2 separate regions of the Mus musculus genome follow, and region 2 is linked to region 1. Evidence: chromatin contacts called from public promoter capture Hi-C data. All regions are on one chromosome and are shown on one strand. The core of a region is the stretch at or near the end of the contact, and the rest is flanking DNA. Distances in the headings are between cores, read along the strand shown. Region 1 holds the start of Scd1 (stearoyl-Coenzyme A desaturase 1). Region 2 holds the start of Nt5c2 (5'-nucleotidase, cytosolic II).

Evidence for each region. Promoter capture Hi-C pulls out the DNA fragments that hold promoters and counts their contacts.
Region 2: a promoter capture Hi-C map of pre-B cells shows a contact between it and region 1, with 4 times the contacts expected there. The contact joins the promoter of Nt5c2 here to the promoter of Scd1 in region 1.

Annotation. Positions count from the first base shown.
Region 1 is chr19:44,406,143-44,409,570 of GRCm38.p6, forward strand. Scd1 (stearoyl-Coenzyme A desaturase 1) reads right to left here and starts at 1,567. Exons shown (of 6, transcript NM_009127.4): 1 at 1,244-1,567; 2 at 345-618. The coding sequence starts at 1,267.
Region 2 is chr19:46,959,966-46,963,584 of GRCm38.p6, forward strand. It overlaps Nt5c2 (5'-nucleotidase, cytosolic II), which reads right to left and starts at 2,343. Exons shown (of 18, transcript NM_029810.5): 1 at 2,307-2,343.

The sequences.
Region 1 (3,428 bases), core at 317-2,816:
CCCTGGCTGAAGAGTAGTCCACAATTGTCCCTGACTAGCACGGGATTTCCCATGCCTCTCAGGTAGGGCTGGGTTCTCTTGGGTCAGGTGGGGCCAGGATGCACAGCTTAAGCAAGCGTCTCATACAGAAAAGCTTGTTCAGAGAGAGTTGCTTCTCTGCCTCAGGTAGACCCCTCCCAGTCTCCTGCACAGGGACTCAGTATTCATGTTAAGTCCCACAAGGAACCAGAAAAAAAGGCTGGGGAAATCTGAACAGAGCAGCCACTGCCTTGGGTCAGAGGGTACCTTATTAGAGAGCAAAGAGAAATCTGAGGCACTGGCCCAAGACAAGGGGCGCTGCTCACCGAAGAGGCAGGTGTAGAGCTTGCAGGAGGGAACCAGTATGATCCCGTACAGGCCTCCCAAGTGCAGCAGGACCATGAGAATGATGTTCCTCCAGACGTACTCCAGCTTGGGCGGGGGTCCCTCCTCATCCTGATAGGTGGGGTCGTGAATATCTTCTTTCATTTCAGGACGGATGTCTTCTTCCAGGTGGAGGGGCACCGTCTTCACCTTCTCTCGTTCATTTCCGGAGGGAGGTGCAGTGATGGTGGTGGTGGTCGTGTAAGAACTGGAGATCTGCAAAGAAAAAATTCAGTCGGGGGAGGCCGATCTGTGGGGCTCTCTCTCTCTGTCTCTCTCTGTGTGTTGTGTGTGTGAGAGAGAGAGAGAGAGAGAAATAGGAAAGAAGAATGAAACATTTATAGCCTCAGTAACACACAAAGGGATCCCCGTGTAAGTTATACAAGTATCGGTAGGACGGGCTTTTCTTTAAAGCAGCGGTTCTTAACCTGTGTCTCACGCTCAGCCCCTTTGGGGGTCAAATGTCCCTTTCAGAGGGGCAGCCCAAGACCATCGGAAAACAGATATTTACATTACGATTCAAAACAGTACCAAAATTAAAGTTATGAAGTAGCAACGAAATCATTTTATGGTTGGGGGGGAGGGGGTCACCACAACATGAAAAACTGTAGTAAATAAAGGATCGCAGCATCTTGAAAATTGAGAACCGCTGCTTTAAAGCTAAAGGCACGAAAGTTGGGACTCATCTGCCCAAATTACAATCTACACCTCTCAACCAACCGGTCACGTCAGAATTCGAGAAAGCCCAGTAGTCCGGAGAACTCTCAACTTTCTCCTCCCGGGACCAGTCACCTAGCTGCGTGGCCAGTGCAAGGAGCGAGGGCCGCTTCTGGAAGCTCACCTCTTGGAGCATGTGGGCCGGCATGATGATAGTCAGTTGCTCGCCTCACTTTCCCAGTGCTGAGATCGAGCGTGGACTTCGGTTCCGGAGCCCGTTGGTGTAGGCGAGTGGCGGAACTGCGCTTGGAAACCTGCCCTCCTGACTCTCGGGATGGGTGTTCAGCCCGGTCTGGCTGTGCACAGATCTCCCTGGGCTGGGATTTTAAAGGGTAGAGCAGGCGATGGGATGACCGTGTTCAGTATTTCCTCAGCCCCCTTTTATCGGCTGCCAGCAAAGGGTAAAGAGCGCAGAGATAGCTAGCCAAGGAAGCCAGGCGTGGAGGTGAGGGAGGGAGGGAGGGAGGGAGGGAGGAAGGGAGGGAGGGAGGGAGGGAGGGAGAGAGAGAGGGCGGGACCAAGAACGGGAAAGAAAGCCAAGTAGATTCCAGAGTAGACCTTGGAGGCGCCGGGATGCTGAAGGCATCAACAGGGCGCGCTGCTCCAACCCCCTGCCTGGGGATAAATGCTAATGTGCCTCCTGTGAAGCCCGTCTTGTCATTGGCCAAAGAGAATTTGGTGCCACCTTGTCCTGCCTTTTCCATTGGCTAGGCGCAATCTGCTGTTCCCTCTGCCTCTAGCTTCTCGCTCTCTCCTCCCCTCTTTTTCTCCTTATCCTCTTTGCTGTGGGCTGATGGGTGACTTTTCTTTAAGAGCAGGATAACGTGATTCCAAGTAGGAATTGTGTGCAAGCCTAGGACTTTGGTCTGGCGCTTAGCAAATGGTTCACTGGGGAAATCGCATCGAAAGAAGTGAGGAAGACACTGGCTACCGCCACTCACAACTCGGTCTAACTTCACATCTACCCCCACTTCCAGGCACCAGCAAAGAGAAACCCCGGGAGACTGGGATATGAGGGTGCGCCCAGGGCTCTGACCCGGGAAAACAATAGTGTATCCCTTCAGCCAGCATCCGGTTGCTGCTGCGTTCTTGACAGCACACGCTGAGTTACAACTGCACTCACTCATTGGGCTCCGTCTGCCGGGGACCGCCTCTGCTGGGAGCCAGAGCCCAATCCTAGCTGCTTCTCCTCAAACGGGACGGGACGTTTGAGAGCTCCTTAGATCCTCACGTTGAGATTCCAAGAAAAGGGACTAAGGAATCAAAGGGCCTGAGTGTGCGGTGCGAATAGCAAACAGGCACTTTGCGATCCCTAAGAAGTCTCAAGAATTTCCTTTTTGTTGAACCCACACTGACCCTGAGCAGTAGGTATTCCTTGGTACTTACTGTTATTGGTTTCTTTTTAGACAAGGTCTCTGAAGCTCTGACTGTCCTGGAACTCACAGTGTAGACCAAACTGGCCTCAAGCTTCATAGATCTGTGTCTGCCTTTGAGCTGGGTCCAGCTCCTCGGTCTTTTTAAAAAGGAAGTGAAATTTAAAAGAGTTGAGGTTACCTGTGGTCACGCTTAGCCAGTGTATGGTGGAGCTAGGAATTGAGTATCAGATGAGTGGCTCAAAGGTAAAGGCAGGCCTGGCATGGTGGCGCATGCCTTTAATCCCAGCACTCAGGAGGCAGAGGCAGGCGGATTTCTGAGTTCAAGGCCAGCCTGGTCTACAAGGTGAGTTCCAGGACAGCCAGGGCTACACAAAGAAACTCTGTCTCAAAAAGCCAAATGCAGCCTGGTCTACATAGTGAGTTCTTTTCTTTTTTTCCTCTTCTCGCTTTTCTTCTGCCTGCCTGCCTGCCTGCCTGTCTGTCTGTCTGTCTGATATCAATGGCTTTGCAGCCTACTCTACATAGTTCCTTTCTTTCTTCTGAAAAAAAAATTTAAGATACGGTTTCTCTATGTAGCTCTCACTATGTTGGAATTTGCTTTGTAGTCCAGGCTGGGCTTCAAACTCAGAGGTGTGCCTGTCTCTGCCTCTCAAGTGCTGGCATAAAGGTTTGTGCCACTAAGCCCAATTTACAAAGCAAATTGTAGATCATTCAGGGTTACATAGACCTGTTTGACAATAGCAGCAGCCAGGTTCTCCTGGGAATTTCCCCTATTCCCTCATTCTGCTCTTATCCCCTAGATCTGGGGATATTACCTGGACTAAACTGTAACACACGTTTGCCAGAAAAGACAAGGGCAGACCCAAGACAGCATGCAGTATAGGAGTCCACTACCTCTCTCCAAAATCAAGCTGCTATGCTAGTGAGAAAGCT
Region 2 (3,619 bases), core at 1,093-3,592, 2.6 Mb after region 1:
ACCCGTAGTGGCTCACTTTGCAATCCAAGCTATGCAGGTCTCTGGGACCAGCCCAGAGCACAAAATGTCTGAGACCTTATCGCAAAAAAGCTAGAAAACAAAAAAGTAAAACATAAGTAAATCTCTTGGTAAGATGTCAGCAGGTTGGTTTTTGTTTTGCTTTTTGGAAAGAGTGAAGCAGTAAAGCACCCCCGCCCACCCCCTTTTTCTCAAGCCCAGGCAAGCATGGTGGCACATGCCTACAATCCCAGCGCTTTGGAGAGCTGAGGTAGGACGATCCCAAATTAGAGCCCCGCCTAAGCTACACGGCCAATTCAAGGTGCGCGGGTGGGTGCTAGGCCCTTGGAAGAGGAACCCAAAATGAGCAGCTTAAAAAGGCTCTTCCTCAAAATAAAAAAGGCCTGAACGTAGTTCAATAGTAGACTGCTTTGCCTAGCCTAAGCTTAGTCCCTAGTTCAGTCCCCAGTAGAGAGATCCTGTACACTTTTTAAAAACTATTTTTTGTTTTTGTTTTGTTTGTTGTTTTGTTTTGAGACAGAGTCTCTAGTAGTTCTGGCTGTCCTGAACTTGCTACCTAGACCAGGCTTGTCACCTGACCCTGCGTCTCCAGTGAACCACCACACCAAACTGAGAACCTACAGTTTATAGACACAGGCCAAGAAATGTGTGCACAGTACTCAGAAAACTGAAGAATTTTTAGGATAACCTGGGATGCATAGTGAAACGCAGTAACATAAACATCAACTTTTTCTAAATACCATGTTTGAGACACCAATTTCCTCATACAGCTGAGTCCCCCATAACCTGGCTCTCTTCAGGAAGACGTATGTCATCTAGTAAGGCCAGCAGGCACTCTGAGTACTCATATTTACCAAACGCTTCTGATGACTGTACTGTTTCATACGACAGAACCTTGAAGGGCATCTTATTTTACAGATTAATGCTGGCTGAGAATAATGCAACAACCAATAGTACTGAATTTGGCTTTTTGTTCATTTTTTTGGTAAGAGTGAAGCTTAAACCAGTTTTTCAAGCTCAGGCATGGTGGAACAAGCCTATTAATATCTGTTAGGGACCTGGAAGAGAAAGATCCCAAGTTCGAGGCCACTAGGGTACAGAGCCTGTTCGAGGCCTACAAACAGGTTCATATTGTAATGGAAATGCTCTTCGGAAGCAAGCCGGGAAGCATCAATCCTTGTATCAACAGCCCAGCATAACCACCTTGCCACTACGAGCACCCGCAACGATTTTATTGCAATTTTTAACCAGCTGGTTTGTTAAACTGAACCTCTAAGCCCTGATGTCTTCTCTTACATTCTTAGCCATTGATGGAAAATGCTAAGGTGACTATGTGAAAGACCTGAAGTCTTTCTGTACTCACTACGTCTACGATAAATGGCACCGTTTTAACATCCTCCCCCTACACATGACGGCCAAAGGAATTTGCATCCCTTAAGAAAAATTATAGGTCTACGGTCATTATGAAACAATGTGCGGGGGGGGGGGGGGCGCAGAGAAGTGGTGGGGAACACGCAACCGTGTTGAGTGACTAGTCATTTCAGAGTGCTCTATTAGAGCACAGCCCTCGACTACCGAGGCTGTGAAACAAATCCGACACAAACCTTCATCTAATGCTTTTAAAGGCTGCGGCCAGGCAAAGCCAACCGCTCAAAACGCTGTTCTTGTAACAGGCCCCACTTCTGCATCTCGCCCTGCAGGGCTTCGGGGGCCCCAGAAAAAAAAAGGCGAGGGACAAACCGCCTCCAAACGTCTTTAGGCGAGACTTGCAATTGATGTGAGCTTTCCAGGAAGTACTGCGCACCACAAAACTGGCTCGTGGGCCATTCCGCGGGCAGATCCAAACCCTGCCAGGCTCGCAGCCCATGAGGGGAGCCCCGCACCCGCCTCACGAGAACTGAGGCCAGGCTGCCAGCCCAGAGAGACCAGGGGAACCGAGAGCGGCGCCTGCCCGCCCACTCCGCGAGAAAGGCGGGGTCCCAGCTAGCGGACGCTGGGAAACAATGGCGCGAGCATGACGTGGGCCGGGGGCGTCGCCGCCGCGCGGGGAAGGGGCTGCGGCGGGCCGGGGGCGCCCGGGCCGGGGGCGTGCGCCACGCCGGGGCGCTGAGGCCGCGGGCGCGCGGGCAGATCTGGGCCGGGGTAGGGAGCCCTGAGGAAAGGGACGCCGGGCGGACGGCGGGGGCCGCTGGGTCGCGCGCTGGGCCGCGCATCCTCCCCAGCCTGCTCGCTCGCCGCCCGCCCGCTCCAAGCCCCCTCCCGCCCGCCGCGGGTGCCGCCGCACTCACCGGCCGCACCGCACGGCAGCAATCCTAGCGCGCAACTGCCGCAGCCGCCTCGGCGCGCGCCCTCCCCGCCCCCGCCGCCCCGGCACCGCCCCCAGCTCGCGCCCGGCCAGGGACCGGCGCTCTGTTCCTTACCCGGGCTCCGCCGCAGAAGCCGGCCGCGGCGATGCTCCCTGGCGGGCGGTCCTGTCTCAGGGCCCCTCACAGGGCTCGGGGAACTTCCCACCACAGAACTCCCAGAGCTGCTAAACTCCGAGGGTGATGCACGTTAACAACCTATCCATTTCCTAGGAATAACCACCTCTTGGCTTTTTGCCTGCTCCCCTCAGCACACTCCTGGCTGCCCCGCCCCTACCTTAGGTGACCACGCCTACTCTGCGAGAGGCTTTCCCTAAGGTGGGAAGAGTGTGTCCCTTACTCCTAGCAGCTTACTCCTAGACAAACGAACCAGAGGGTCTCCCTGGAAGACCTTGAACTCAACTCCATGATAATCATAGGGACCAGCTTTGGGGTTTATCAGAATGAGTTCAAATCCTAGTTTCACTACTTACCCAGGGAACCAACCAAGGAACCTGACTACACACAGTTGATTTATCCGAGATATTATTGATAGAATGAAACAATACAGACTCCAGGCTTAGTTCTGGATCCTAGCAAACAATAAATAGTAGTTGAATACACTGACACCCGTTACCGTACTTCACTACAAGACAGCCCACCCACTATGTCCAGAACACTGCATTCCTTAGTCTGGGCAGCTCTGGAATTCATCGCAAAGACCAAATTCTAGTCCTGGGAGCCTCGGAAAAGCAACTGATCTACTGGTTCTTCGACCTTGGACTTTGCCCAAGATCTTCCCGAGTTGGGGATATTTGATCCCTCCCATTGTTTTTCCTCTGTCCTAATTCTGAGGATCTTTGTCTTTCTCTCAGGCATTTGGCTGATTTGATTTTGATTTCCTTTAGATGGTATCATCCAAGACTAAGCCAAGTTTTGTAGTACCATCATAATCAAGGAGGACTATGGCTTCCACTTTGTAACAGCGCCTTGCATTTGTGCAGTAAAGTTCTCAGTGAACACTAAGTATGGTAGCTTGCCGGGAGTCCTAGCTTCTGGAGATGCTAGGACTAAGGCAAGAGGATTACGTGAGCCCAGAATTTGAAGTTAACCTGAGCAACATAATGAAAGAAAGAAAAAAGGGAGAGGAAGCAATGGTGAGGGGGGGGGGGGGAACAAGGAAGAAAGAGGAGGAAGGAGAAGAAAATGAAAAAGAGAAGAAAGTTCTTGGCAGACATACTACTGACTCATTACACTTG